3 separate regions of the Sus scrofa genome follow, and regions 1 and 2 are each linked to region 3. A link is a contact called in public HiChIP or PLAC-seq data. All regions are on one chromosome and are shown on one strand. The core of a region is the stretch at or near the end of the contact, and the rest is flanking DNA. Distances in the headings are between cores, read along the strand shown.

Region 1 (4,626 bases), core at 2,014-4,513, 240 kb before region 3:
TTGGAAAAAATATCTATGCTTACAGGATGAAGAAACAAAACAAAGTAACACTCACCATAGCTTCCACATCAGCCCAAGTTGTATTTTCTGGATCAGAAACCAGAAAGCTTTGAGTTTCATTTTTAAAAGTCACATTTAGAGTAACCTGTGGTTCCATGCTGTAAGGCTAGAGAGTCTAGGTGAGAGAGAGACAACATACTAGAAAGGATTCTAAGAATTGCATAAACATTCATTCAACAAATACTTTTGAGGAACTAATACAGGCTAGGCTAGGAGGACACAGCAGTAGCTGAGAAGATAATGTTCCTGCTCTTCTGCTATTTACAGTCTTAGTGGGTGTTTTAAAACAAATCTCACTGCTATATGTTTGCAGAGAGAATGTATGTTTTGGCCACATCACAGAAATCATCTAACATTTGTAAAATCCTTTAGGATTTTGTGACTTCATAATGACTGCTTAATTAATATTTACTGTTATATATTTACTAGAAGTAAGATACCAAGATGAATAAGATTAGGTCTCTACCCTTGGGGAATTTACATTCCTAAAATTTGAAAGCGGGATGTTCTACATTTTCTTGGAAAAACAGCCTTTTCCTCAATTGAGCAACTCAGGCTCTCTATTAGATCAATTTTAACAGTTTAGAGGCTGAAACACTAGCCAAGAAACTACACAGGGGTAGTAGCATTCAACACACTTCATCCTTCATGAACTGTGTTTCTTTTTTTTCAGTCTGCTTTTCTTCTTTTATGGAGAATTTCAAGACACATTAAAGTGGAGAATAATGAACATCTAACTACAACAATCAACTCAAAGCTACCCTCAGTCATCCATACCTTTCCATTCCCCCCCCACCCAGTCTGGATTGAATGTAGTCAACTAATGTTTAACAAAACTATAATAATCTAATTTTAAAAATCTAATCATTATGGGAAAATTCAAACCTTTACAAAAGACGAGAGACTAATACACAATGAACTCCTATGGACCCATCAACTACCTTCCATAATTATCATCAACTCAGGGCTAATCTTGTTACAGCAATGCCCTTTCTTACTGGATTATTTTGACAGCCTCATTGCATACATAAAATAATTGAGTATTTACCTCTAAAAGATAAGAAGTTTAGGGAGTTCCCATTGTGGCTCAGTGGAAACAAATCCGACTAGGAACCATGAGGTTTCGGGTTTGATCTCTGGCCTCACTCAGTGGGTTAAGGATCTGGTGTTGCTGTGAGCTGTGGTGTATGTTGCAGATGCAACTCGGATCCCGTGTGGCTGTGGCAAGGCCAGCAGCTACAGCTCGATCGGACCCCTAGCCTGGGAATCTCCATAAGCCACAGGGTGCAGCCCTAAAAAGACCAAAAAAAAGGTAAGAATTTTAAGGATTTTGTTTACTAATGGGTTGTTAGATTGGTTGTTTTTATGACTTTATGAAAAAAATCATTTGTTTAAATCTAAACATAAGAAGTTGCAGTGAAAAGGGCCAGCTTTTAAACATATTCATCAACAAAGCTTGAATAAGCATCTACAAAGAGCCAGGTTATGCTCCAGGCACAGGACATTGGAAAGGAAGAAGATTAAGTCTCAGGAGTTTATATACTGTAACGGGGTGGGATGGGAGGAGCACAGGGGTTTAGGAGAGTTGGGTTCCAGACCCAGTTCTGGCATATTACTAGCCATACAAGTGTGAGCAAGTCATTTAACCTTTGAGCTTCAGCTCTTTAATCTGTAAAATAGGTCTAAGATCTGTGTTTTGCCAACCTCACAATGTAATCACAAGGATCAAATAAAAATGTGTATGCTAGCTCTTTGAAAACGGTACGCAAACGTAAAAGTTACCATGATGATGAATCAGTCTTCAGAACTTAAAACAGTCCTGTTTTCCACAGTATAAGGAACTGCCCTGTGAAACAATACAACTGAGACTGTCATTAAAAATGACCTTGAACTCTCTGATGGATCAGAGTTTTTTTTTAAATCCAAAGACAATCTCCCCCAACCTTTTCTATTCTTTATCTCTACCTAGAGCCAAGTTCACCAACAAAATAGTTTCTAGCACCAATCCTGTTGACATATAGTATTTCATTCATATAAAATGCAATTCTTGGGGTCCTTAAGATTTGGACAGAATTCCTGCCAAGTCCCCAGAATCTTCAGCAAAAAATCAGAGCGATTAAGTGACTGATTCATTCCACCAAAAGTGAATATCCTAAAACACATTCTCACTTTTCAACTTATGAAAAACTCACTCTCACACTTTTGAGAATCCAGAAGGAAACATATTCTTCCCCTTTTCTCAAATTACACAATTGGAAATTAGTTTAGATACTTTGGTGCTCATCCAGCTGGTTGGCGGGGGATGAGGAGAAAACAGGAAGTGGGAGATTCTAGTTTAGCTGGACCACATCCAGGTCTTCATAAAGAGCTGCCTATTTTTGTTTCGCCTTGTATGTGAAAATGCTTTCAGCAAGAGCACTAATCTTGAACTTGTGGAAATATCTAGGCTATGGTTAACACCATCTGTCTCTGTAGTAGGTAAAGTCAGGTAGCTGGGGCTCAGGCCTTCAGCTTTCATTAACTGGAATTATTTCAAGTTCATGCTATTGGCTCACCTTTGCCTGGCACAAAGCTTTTCCTGTCGATTTTTCTGGGATATCAAAAATCTCTTTAATAAGGCTGACCTGGGAAGCTGAGCTTTGATTACTGTCTCCAAATGAGGCCTGTACAAGCTATCCTAGTTAAAACGTGTCACCTGAAAACTGCATGTTCAATAAAAAGATAAAACGGTGCCTTTCCACCGGAGGTCCCTGACCAAGGAGACTTCTTTATGAGTTTCCCCAAAAGTGGGGTGAGGAGGAATGAAGAGACTGTGTGGGTAGTGTCATTTTTTTTTTTTTCCTTGCAGACTTCCTCCTAGTGGTCCAGTTATCATTTCCTATCACTCCATGTCCCCCAGGCAGTGTCACCACCCCCTAAGGACTCTCTTTCCTTTTCTTTGCTTAGGCCTTCTTTGTGCTGGGGAGTCTTGGCGTCCTCCAGCAGAACCCAGGCGTTCTGAACCATGGACCCTTCAACCCTCCGGTGGTATCCGCCTCCTCGGCCCCCTCAAACGGCTCTCCCATCCGGTCACTGAAAAGATCAGCTGCCCCAGACATGGAAAAAGTCGCCCCTCTTCTTTGCAGGACTCCCTCCTTGAACTTCCCCAAGCACCCTCAGGGCGACGTGACACCACCCTAGGCAACCGCAGCTTCTTCCTTACCAGCTTTCCGCCCCCGGGGGGCGCCTGCCGGAGACCAGCGTAGGGACAGTTCACTGCCAGCTCTGCTGCTATCCCTACGGGATAAATCTAACATGGCGGAGAGAGACAGGGCCTAGTCCCCTGTTGCTCTGAGTGTCCAACAAGATGATTGGTTCTTGCCATTTGTCCCTCAAAACCACCACCCGATTGATTGGTCGAAGATGCGCTGGCGGGGGCGGGGCAGGAGCGCCCTGATCCTCACAACAATAACAAACACTGGGGCAAAGGGGCGGAACTACCAGTGCGCAGCCGTGGGCCGGAGCCTGGACACTGGCGGATTTCCTTTTCCCAGGTAAAAGCTGCGCCCGAAGTGTTCCCTTAGGTCACCGACCTTATAAGATGACTTGCTGGAGACTCGCGGGGCTGGATGGGAATTGTAGTCTTCCTAGGACTTGTAGGTTCTTTAGCCTATTCTCCGCTCTCAAGATAGCAAAACACAACGTTCCAATCCATATCTGTTGAGTGCATAAGCGCAGCAGAGCTCTTCAATTTATCAACTGGGTTGTCGTCAGAAGCCTGCCCGCTTCCTCTGTCGGAAGCTCCTCTCCTTAAGACTACAGTTTCCTAGGAACTCTGTGGCCAAGACCTTTCGATGCGCAATGCATGCTGGAAATGGTAGTTTTTTCCCTCCACAATTATTTACCTAAACTGGAGACGTCCATTGTGGAGGAAAGAGTGAGGGTACCGGCCTCTTCCTGTGACTGTTTTAAGCACTTACTCTCGCTTGTTTTCCATACTCACGCAGTGGTTCCGACTCTAGTACAGCAATCATTGTGACGTAATAAGTCGCAACTCCAAGCCTAGAGGTGAGGGGGTGGACGCCTACTGGAAAACTCCGGGAGAATTCGTTGTCTTCCGTCCCTTTCTAATTACGCAACGCGGGGAAAGAATGGATGACCAATCGGGAGCCCCGAGGGACTCGGCTCTTTCAGCTCCGCCCTTCCGTAACCTGTTTAGTTCTCGCATTCTGAAAGGCTCACGCTCCGCGATGGCGTTTCCGTGGCAACAGGAAAGCGCGGGAATTACAGATTAATTGAAACTGCGACTGCGCGGCTTGTGTTTTCAAGACCGAGGACGGTCGGGGGGCTTTTCAGAGAATTGGGCCTCTAGGCCCGGGAATCCCGGGCGCTTTGCCCTGAGTAAAGGTGAGAGAGCCCTGGGGAAGGGAGAGGAGTTTCTGGGGACAGGCGAATAAACAGGTATGGAGAGAGCTGCCGAGCAAGATGGGTGTTATCTGGCAAGGGGCAGGCGGAAGATGGAATCTGAGAAGCCTAAAACGTTGAGTCTGGGGAAATGAAGAGGAGGGGGGAACTTTGTGGGTCGCA
Region 2 (4,791 bases), core at 1,161-3,660, 130 kb before region 3:
TGCTGGAAATTCTGACTTATCAGACCTGGCACTCTGGTTTAAAAAAATCACTTCAAGTTAATAAGTCTCAATCCAAAGTAGATGAAGTACACTCAGAGGGGCTTTTGGTTGTCACCAAATGAGGGTGGGGGAAGAGGGAGGGGCTCAGAATGTCTTAGGTTCTCTAGGGCCCAAGTCAGGGATGCTTAAAACAATTCCACACGGAAAAATGTCAGGCAAAAGGTTCAGTATATTTTATCCACTTAGGGCAGTTGGACCATTAAAACATTATGAGGCTGATGAAAGTAGTAGTCTAGGTCTCAAATGCAGATTTAGCTTTGGTATTTTACCACATCCCTGGATCTACCACCCAAGGTCTCTCACTGTATGAATGTTTTTTTCCCAGTCTAGTAATACAAGAAGCAGGCAGACACAGGGATATTTTCTTTTTTTTAATTTTAATGACCGAAATAAGACAGACCTAAAACCGCAGCTTCTGGAAGAACCATTTGTTCTTGCCGGTCTTGTATCTAGAAGGGGGGAAAAAGGGACACCAGTGAGGTGAGGAATGACATTAAGACAAAATTATCTTCACGGAGAACAGTGAAACTATATCCCATCATTCACCACCAAAGCCGACTTACCTCTCCTCGAACTTGACCTTGGCCTCTCGTCGGGCCTTGCGTTTGAGTGCAGGGTCTCTGAAGACATCCTTATTGACAACAGTTTTGTCCAAGGGGATATCCACGGAGTACCTGGGGACAATGGCAGAGGTAGGAGCAGCCCATATGCTGCCAAAGCTCTCACTATCCCCACCATGGGACACTGGTTGACTCCACAGGAACTATTATCAAAAACTGCTGGAGTTCCCATAGTGGCTCGGTGGTTAACAAACCCGACTAGGAACCACGAGGTTGTGGTTCAATCCCTGGCCTCGTTCGGTGGGTTAAAGGTCCAGCATTGTTGTGGCTCTGGCTAGGTCCGCAGCTATAGCTCCGATTAGACCCTTAGCCTGGCAACTTCCACATGCCGTGGGTGTGGCCCTAAAAAGACAAAAAACACCCCACCCCCAACAAGTTTTCTTGTGGCTAAGTGGGTTAAGGATCTAGTGTTGTCACTGCAGCACTTGGGTCATTGCTGTGGTATGGGATTGATCCCTGGCCCAGAACTTAGGCATGCCTCACGTGCGGCCAAAAAGGGAAAAACAAAACAAAACAAAAAACTGCTAAAGTCCTGATGATGTTCTTTGGAAACACCCAATTTTAATAAATTCATTTACATCGAGTCAAGCCACTGAAAAACTTCATTCTTGATTTTTCACAAGTACCTACCCTCTAATAACTACTATCCTTGCGTGGAAGAGGGCAATTCAGATCCTATGTCTGAGTTTACTGTGGCTGGAAAGAAATGGAAGAATCTTTACTCAACACTTAGATCAAGACAGGAAGAGATTTTTCGATCCAGCTTGGCCAAGTCAGGCAAGTCTCTAGACAACTGGAAACCACAGCCAAGGGGACAAATTGAAGATGATGTCTCCTCCCTACACTGGAGTGGCTATAAGGGTGTCTCCTTACTCAGCCGGCCAGAGAAAGGGAAAAGGTAGAAAAAGTCACTTTCATTCCCATTCTTGAAATGCTCACCTTGTGGGCATGAGGTGATTATAATTATAAACTTTCACAAAAGACTTAATCTTTGATCTCTTGGCAATTTTCTTCTTGCCCATGGCAGCTGTCACTTTGCGGGGATAGCGATCAATTCCAGCCACCAGAGCATGGCTGTAGGGTCGGTCTGAGGTGCCATCATCAATGTTCTGATTGAGCAAGGAGTACATTTGTTATTTATAATTACTTAAAAAAAAAAAAAAAAAAGAATTACTTCGTCATTGCTATTTACACCCTGAGCTAGATGTAGGGCGTGGATAAAGAATAACCCCACCCCATAAGTCTCTAAGACCCACTATTATAAAAACCATACAAAGCTAACATTTAAGTGCTATAGTAGTATATACCCAAAGAGTAATAGCAATAAGGGTGGTATCAATCATTCCTACCAGGAAGATGCTAAGTGACTATTTTGACTATGAAACAATTCCTTGCCAGCTGCAGCACCTAACACGCTGGCCATTATTGCTACTTAAAACCTTTGGATACAAGATGCGTTGCTGCCCCATTCAACTCCTACTTTTTACTTTGCAACTTTCTCTCTCAAAAGCTCCCATGTATTCACCTCCATCCCTTAACTCGCAATGCTCAGTGGGTAAGGCTCCAAACTAAGCCTCAAATTCCAAGCTGCAGCCCCTCTACCCTCCCCTCACCGATCCCCGGGATAAGAGGGCGCACAGGCTAGTACCTTTACGATGACCGCTTTGCGTCCGGAGTAGCGACCAGCCAGGACCAGCACCACCTTCCCGGGTTTCATGAACTTGCCCATTTCTGCAGAGGAAGGAGAAGGAGTCGCTCAGGAATCCGCAAGTTCAAGCGGTGGGCCCGAACTTCAGGCTGCGCTCACTGTCGCCTCAGCTCAGGCCGCTTGCGGGTCGTGCTCGCAGGACAGGATCCGGAACGAAGCCGCCAGACCCCAAGGGACAGAAAGTGTCGACACCAACCCCCAAGTCGACCCCCAGGCCGCGGATGGCGGCGGATTGGGAAACCCTACCCAAACCTCTACTCACCAGCAGCGACCACTCGGGGATACAGCGGAAAGGAAGAAAGAGTACTTCCGCTAACCTTTCACCCCGCGGAGGGTGATCTCACTTCCTGTCCCGCCCCTCAGGCTTCGCTCCCGCCCCATGCGTAGCGCTCCGAATCCGTGTTGAGGGCGGAAGAAGCTCTTAAGGGAATAGGAAGGCTTGGCAGCCTATTTATTCAAAACAAACTTTATTAGCAGCTGCAGCAGTAGACAGGGCAAAGGAGCTGTGCCTCCCTCGGAAGGCTTTTACCGAAAGGCAGCTGTCCACCGTCCCCCTGCCAGTAGTTCCTTTGTGTGGCGCTAGGAGGTGGGGGAGGCGCAGTTTGAAATTTACCTTTTTGCCTTGGAAGAGTCGGGAACGAAATGGGACATTCATAGTGCCAACTGTGTGCCCTGTCAGGCTAAGGAGGGAGAGACGAAAATCAATCGAATCAGAGTACTTGCCTTCAACATTTAAAGTCTACTGATGTCAGAGACATAACGGACTAGAATAGGAGAGAGAGATGAAGGACTTTACGGTGATGCCAGCAGCTGTATACCTTGTGTCAGACCCAGCTTATTTACATATGTTATCTCTTTTGATCCTCATAACAACACTAGGAGATGAAGCACTGTTATCTCCATTCTCCTGTTGAAGATCCTTTGGCTTAGAGAGGTTAAGTAACTTGCCCCAAATGCACAGTTAGTAAGTGATCAAGCTGGGGACGCAGACTCAAGCAGTCTTCCCGAGCCCATGCTGTTTACCCCGTCCCCAAACTGAGCACCTACTCTGTGTCAAGCAAGATGCTAGGCACTTTAGGTAGGTCAACTGCCTTTTTAATTCTCACAACTCTGCATCTTAGGTATTCCCATCACTCATTGGAAGTGTTTATTTTTTAAAAACCTAATTTTATTTATTTTTTGGCCGCACCTGCTGGCATGTGAAAGTTCCCCGACCAGGGACTGAACCCACACCGCAGCAGGGACCCAAGCTGCTGCAGTGAGGACATAGGATCTTTTAACCAATTGCACCACAAGGGAACTCCTGGAAGAGTGTTCTTAGATGGTTCTTTTTTTTTTAATTAAAGTGTGGTTGATTTACAATGTTGTGCCAATTTCTGCTGTACAGCAAATTATATGTACATATACACATTCCTTTTTTTTTTTTTTGGCCATACCTGAGGCATGCATATGTTCCTAGGCCAGGGATCAAAACTGTATACATTTCTCTTATTTTTGCTTTTTAGGGGCCAAACCTATGGCACATAGAAGTTCCCAGACTAGAGGTTGAATCAGAGATGCAGCTGCTGGCCTGTGCCATAGCCATGCCAGATGTGAGCCATGTCTGAGACCTATACTGCAACTCTCAGCAACACGGGATCCTTAACCCACTGATCGAGGTCAGGGATCAAACCCACATCATCATGGATATTAGTAGGGTTCATTACCACTGAGCCACAGTGGAACTCCCTACATTCTTTTATATTCTTTTCCATTATGGTCTATCCCAGATTGGATGTAGTTCCCTGTTCTATACAGTAAGACTTTGCTGTTTATCAATTCTAAATGTAATGGTTTGCATCTACTAACTCCAAACTCCCAATCTATCCCACTCCCTCCCTCCTCCCACTTGGCAGCCATGGTCTGTGCTCTATTAGATGTTTTTTTTTTTTTTTTCAGATGTTATTATGAACTTTTTTTTTTTTGTCTTTTTGCCATTTCTTGGGCCGCTCCCACAGCATATGGAGGTTCCCAGGCTAGGGGTCTAATCGGAGCTGTAGCCACCAGCCTACGCCAGAGCCACAGCAACTCGGAATCCGAGCCGCGTCTGCAACCTACACCACAGCTCATGGCAACGCCGGATCCTTAACCCACCGAGCAAGGGCAGGGACCGAACCCGCAACCTCATGGTTCCTAGTCGATTCGTTAACCACTGCGCCACAACGGGAACTCCCTGAACTTATTTTCTTTAATGATTTCTATTTTTTTCCATTATAGCTGGTTTACTAGATGGTTTTTTAGGTGTCTTCCGAGTTAAAAAGAAAGAGAAACCATCTTACAGTTTATGCTCATCTGAACACTGACAAATCTATAGGATTGGTCTTGGGCAAGTTGTGGGAACAATCAAGGTTTCATCATTTCTCT
Region 3 (4,660 bases), core at 550-3,049:
CCTGGACACTAACTTCATAGGCCACTCGCTCGCCCTTGAACCGAACATCAAAAATCCTCAGGCCACTGAACACCCCATGGCCAAATGTAAATGTCCAGAGGGAGGATGCCACCAGGTGCCCTTGTACACTGTACCGGGAGCCTTGGGGTGAGAACTGAAGAGGGGGAAGAGGCCCGGGGGAGATCCGGGACCGCAGGGATGAGGCCCCATCTGGCAGGGGTAGAGGAACTCTAACCACCTCCAGCCGGCCAGCCTTAAACTCCCATTCCAACTGGCCCAAGTCGGCATAGTAGCGCCCAAGGTAGAAGACCTGCCGGACAGCCCAGCGGACAGGGTCCAGAGCCCTGTGGTCCAGCAGGAGCTCCAGCCCCACAGGATGAAGAAAAATCCCAACACCTGAGATGTTATGGTAGAGGGCCATCCAGGTAGCACGGTCCCCTGAGCGTAAGCCACGAGGGGTGGCATGCAGAGCTGCCAAATTGGAGCCATTGTAGCTGCAGACAGAAGCCAGGAAGACTGGTGCCTTGGGGAGCTCCACCTCTTTCAAATGCTTCCACATCTGGGCGGACTCATTTCCCAGCACGGGGCGTCGGTGGTAGGGCAGGGGGCCTCCGTGACGCTCCACAGTCACATCCCGCACGTAGGAGGGCTGGGGCAGCGGCCCCACCACCAGCTCGGTCACATTGGGCTGGGGTTGTCCGCCAAAGAAGATGATGGCCAGGGCCTCCCGGGCAGGCGGGGGACTCCCCCTGTCCAGGTGGGCCAGGGCTGCCGCCTTGGGGGGCAGCTGCAGCTCCACTGAGAAGATGCAGTTGTCTGCGGGTCGGGCCTGGGCGGCCTCCCCCAGGCCTGGCCCCAGTTTCTGGGTCAGAAAGTTCATCACAGCCGTCAGCTCTTCTCGGCTCAGGTCTGCAAACAGCTGGCTCTGGCCAGGGTGTGTCCAGGGCTGGGCACTGTGGGATACAGAGGGGCAGTGGGGAGGCTGGCTGGAGCCACCTTGGCTGGTCAGCAAGACATAGGCCAGAGCAAAGATGGTAATGAGGGACAGTGCCAGCAACACGAGGACTACCTTGAGGTTCATGGTGAAAGCTGAGAGCTGAAATGAGAGGCCTACCAGCAGCTCCTTCCAGTTACTGACATCAAATCCCAGTTTATATGCAGTGGGATGGAGAGGAATAGAGAAAACTCCGCCCTGTGGGTTGGACAGGAAAATTCTGACCTTGATTTATATCATTCTGCTCCAATTTTCTGTTCTGTGGTTTGGCTCAAGGTATTCCTTCCACGTGCACAGCCTCTCTCCTCCCCCTGAACTCCTCCCAGCAGCATGGTCAGTACCCATCACTATTATTTAGACCAGATTAGAGGGCATTTGTATATACGCTAAACTCTACTTTCCACCCTGAATGGGTCTGAGGAAGAATGCAAATCTCAGGTGCCCAGTCAAGTCCTGGGTGCTACATGCAGACACTCTGTCCATTTTCCTACCTCCTGGCAGGCACTACCCCCAACATTTCCAGGATCCACTGCCCAGTTCAGCGGTAAGCACTGTGTTCTGCCAGCTGCCTAAGGCCAAGCCCTTGATTTGTAGTCTCAGACCACTTGCATGTAGTTGGTGGGAAAGGAGCAGCGAAGGCCTAGGCGCAGCAGTCAGACCTGTACACCAATCGTGGGTTCCTAAGCTGTGTGATCTCAAGGGCATTACTTATCATGAATCTCAGTGTCCTCACCTATAAAGAAGGGATAAAACTTCCCCAGAGATTCATGAAAAGTAAATGTGATCATGCCCAGAATGCTTAGCGCCTGCCACAGGGGAGGTTCAAAAATTGTCAGCGATCTCTGAAACAGAACAGAGCAGATGAACCTCCATTGTTCAAGACCCTAAATCTTTTTCTGCAGAGACAATGGGTACCAGATCATCGGATATGAGAACGCTACTTTGCAAGGTGGAAGTTGAAGAAACTTTATTTCAGAGGGAGCTAGGGTCCTAGACAGCCCTCCAAGTCATTTGAAAACCAAAACCAGGGGTCCCTGGCATCACCTCAAGAAACTTAAGACATTATTCGAAGGGAAGTATTAGTATAAAGTAAAGGAAATGACCGAGTAGGTTGTGCCTTGAACCGGGTGATTCCCCACGCACGGATCTAGAGCAGCCTCTACTGGCAGTTCATGGGTATCGCTGGAGAAGGAAGGAAGGAGCTGGGGTCTTGTGAGGGTAGAAGGCAGCTTAGGTCTGGGAAGAGCTAACTTTCATGTGATTCAGCCTGAACACAAATGAAGGACCCACCCTTGCCTCTTGGGAGGCAGAAGCCTCCATCTTTCCATTATTCCCAAGAAAAGAGGCAGCTCAAATGGTATAAAGACACCCCATAGGGCGGCTGGAGGTATACACATGGAGGTGAGTATCCCAATGTGCACAGAGTACGGGTGTGTCCCTGGCCACCAGAGCATCGCATCAGGGTCTGCGGCTTTAGAAAGAGGTCAAAGTACCTGTATTTTTAATAATTTCTTGACATGGTAAAAGAATTTTACATTACGATCCAAGGGTGGTAAGGTGGGGAGCAGGGGCACTAGAACAATCCAACAAACAAAAAGGGAAACTGAGAAACACATGTTGGGAGGAAGGGAGGGTTTTCGTTGAAAGGGGTCTGAGGGTGGGTAGGAGCACTGCCCAACTAAAATGCAATTGGTTTGTTACTGAGTACTATTCACGGGAAGACCACACCCGAACTCCTTCTCTACAGCGCACTGGGAGTAAAGATGATGCATCCAGGTGGAAATATGATTGGAGGTTGGAAGACAGAGACAAGACAAAGAATAAAAGTCAGAATTAGACACCGAGAGAGTCACCGACAGACTCTCTCTCCAGTGGTGAGAATAAAAAAGTGGGGGTTGATGAGGGTCAACACAAAAGCTGTAACAAGTGATATCTCCAGACGATTCGAGAGATAAGAGGCAACTCTTCTATGGTTTTGACTTGCCCAACAGATGTCCACATACACACAACGTGTACATGCCTACGTGTGCATGCACACACATACACATACAAGTGACTGCTTTCCCTGGAAGCACAACACTATAAATAAGAGAAACATTTTTCCCAACGGGAAAGCCCAGTAGGAGCAGCAGCTTCTGGTCACCCCCACACCAATTTCAACTCGTCCAAAAGGACCCGAGTCACAGAGGAAGGGGCCTTCCCCACTCCCTCTGCTTCTCATCTCTCAGCTGTCTTCCAACCCACCAGCCTCAAGCACCAAGAGGCTAATGTCAGGAGACAATGGGTCCCAGCAGATAAGGACTTAAACAACTATCACCTTCTGAACGGTGTATGTGTGTGTGAGACACAGACAGACTGACAGACAAGGTCTGTGGGTGGGGCAGAGTGGGGGAGGCATCAAGTAACAGAGTCGGAGGGCGCGCATGTACGTGTGTGTGTGTGTGAGATGCACATCTGTGTATGTGAAAATCCTACTTATAAAAATATCTGAAGGAGCTAGGGACTTGGCAGAAGGTCTAAGGTGTTTCTTGTCGTGATCAGGTTCAAGGTGTCATGTATGTGGATGGGAAACCCTAAGTCATCACCAGGGCAACTGTGGCAGGGAGGATCCAATGTCCCACAGAGGCAAGAGATACTAACCTGCCATCAGGAAGAGAGAAGCTGGTTCCCCCATCCAGCCCCAGTTCCTACAAAATACCTAGCACTTTCCTTCAAGTTCCCTCAACTTCTAACCAACTGAACATCAAAGGGAAGAAAACATAAAGCCCAAGACACAGAAGGGAAGTGGGGAGAGAAAACACAAGTAAACTTGTGCCAACATCCTGCGCACACAAACCTGGAGTACTCCAGAAATTAGGACGGGGGTCTGGGGTATGAGGGAAGGAAATAGAAGAGTTCCTGAGGCCTGAAAAAAGAGGTAAACACGTCACAGAACTACATGAGAGTTTCATTAGACTCTAACTAAAAACAGAGAGAGGTGTGATTACTATTTCCAGCCAGTTTCCCCATCACGATAGTCATGTAACAAACCAAGGCAATGTCGGTCTTGAGCCAGACTCACAGAGTCCCCTGGCCCTGGCCCTGGCCTCAGTACAGTGTCTCTGCATTGCTGCTCCGGGGCCGTTTGATCTTCTCGATGTTTTTCAGGATCATGTCATGTAGAGTGACCTGGGAGAAGACGGATCAGGGAATCACACGTCTGTTCTACCCCCACCTGCCTAGGGAAACAAGACAAACCCCCAAAGCCCCCAGCAATCGTTCACATAGCCCTGATCTCACTCGCTTGAACCTGAATTCAGGGTAGCTGCCCTATGACCTCTCTTATTCCCCCAACTGGGCACACCTGGGTATCTCCAAGGCCCCAAGTGTCCAATAACTAACACTTACTAAGCATTTAACACACTAAGAATTGCACCGGGTTCTTTAATGTGTCAGAGATGAAGAAATTGAAGCTTGAGGTTAAACCTGCCCAAGGCCACACATTACAGGCAGAATTGGTTCCAAACCCAAGGCTGACTCTCACACCCCCAGCTTCACCCCTATACTGTACTGCATATCGTGCTCCCTCCCAGCCAGGTACAAAGAAAGGATACCCGGCTAGATACCGTCAGTGACCCCAGAGTTCTCAACACCCGGTTGATGGGAGGAATTTGTTCCACTCATTTT

The links. HiChIP or PLAC-seq counts read pairs in DNA pulled down with a chosen protein or histone mark.
Region 1: an H3K27ac HiChIP or PLAC-seq map of alveolar macrophages shows a contact between it and region 3. The contact joins the promoter of BRCA1 here to the promoter of AOC2 in region 3. A contact is called at or near these places in 3 of 47 Hi-C or Micro-C datasets (embryonic fibroblasts, liver and skeletal muscle) and 1 of 2 datasets of contacts at active chromatin or transcription factors (alveolar macrophages).
Region 2: an H3K27ac HiChIP or PLAC-seq map of alveolar macrophages shows a contact between it and region 3. The contact joins the promoter of RPL27 here to the promoter of AOC2 in region 3. A contact is called at or near these places in 2 of 5 promoter capture datasets (fetal liver and liver), 2 of 47 Hi-C or Micro-C datasets (embryonic fibroblasts and skeletal muscle) and 2 of 2 datasets of contacts at active chromatin or transcription factors (alveolar macrophages and skeletal muscle).

What each region holds. Positions count from the first base shown.
Region 1 is chr12:19,784,824-19,789,449 of Sscrofa11.1, forward strand. It overlaps BRCA1 (breast cancer type 1 susceptibility protein), which reads left to right and starts at 3,264. Exons shown (of 24, transcript XM_021066931.1): 1 at 3,264-4,446. It overlaps NBR1 (next to BRCA1 gene 1 protein), which reads right to left and starts at 4,191. Exons shown (of 21, transcript XM_005656955.3): 1 at 3,263-4,191; 2 at 56-175. The coding sequence starts at 157.
Region 2 is chr12:19,891,792-19,896,582 of Sscrofa11.1, forward strand. RPL27 (ribosomal protein L27) reads right to left here and starts at 2,411. Exons shown (of 4, transcript NM_001097479.1): 1 at 2,329-2,411; 2 at 1,620-1,789; 3 at 624-734; 4 at 419-509. The coding sequence starts at 2,409. The coding sequence ends at 461.
Region 3 is chr12:20,026,168-20,030,827 of Sscrofa11.1, forward strand. AOC2 (retina-specific copper amine oxidase) reads right to left here and starts at 1,800. Exons shown (of 4, transcript XM_003131393.4): 1 at 1-1,800. The coding sequence starts at 1,081. PSME3 (proteasome activator subunit 3) reads right to left here. Exons shown (of 11, transcript NM_214348.1): 11 at 4,030-4,162. The coding sequence ends at 4,082.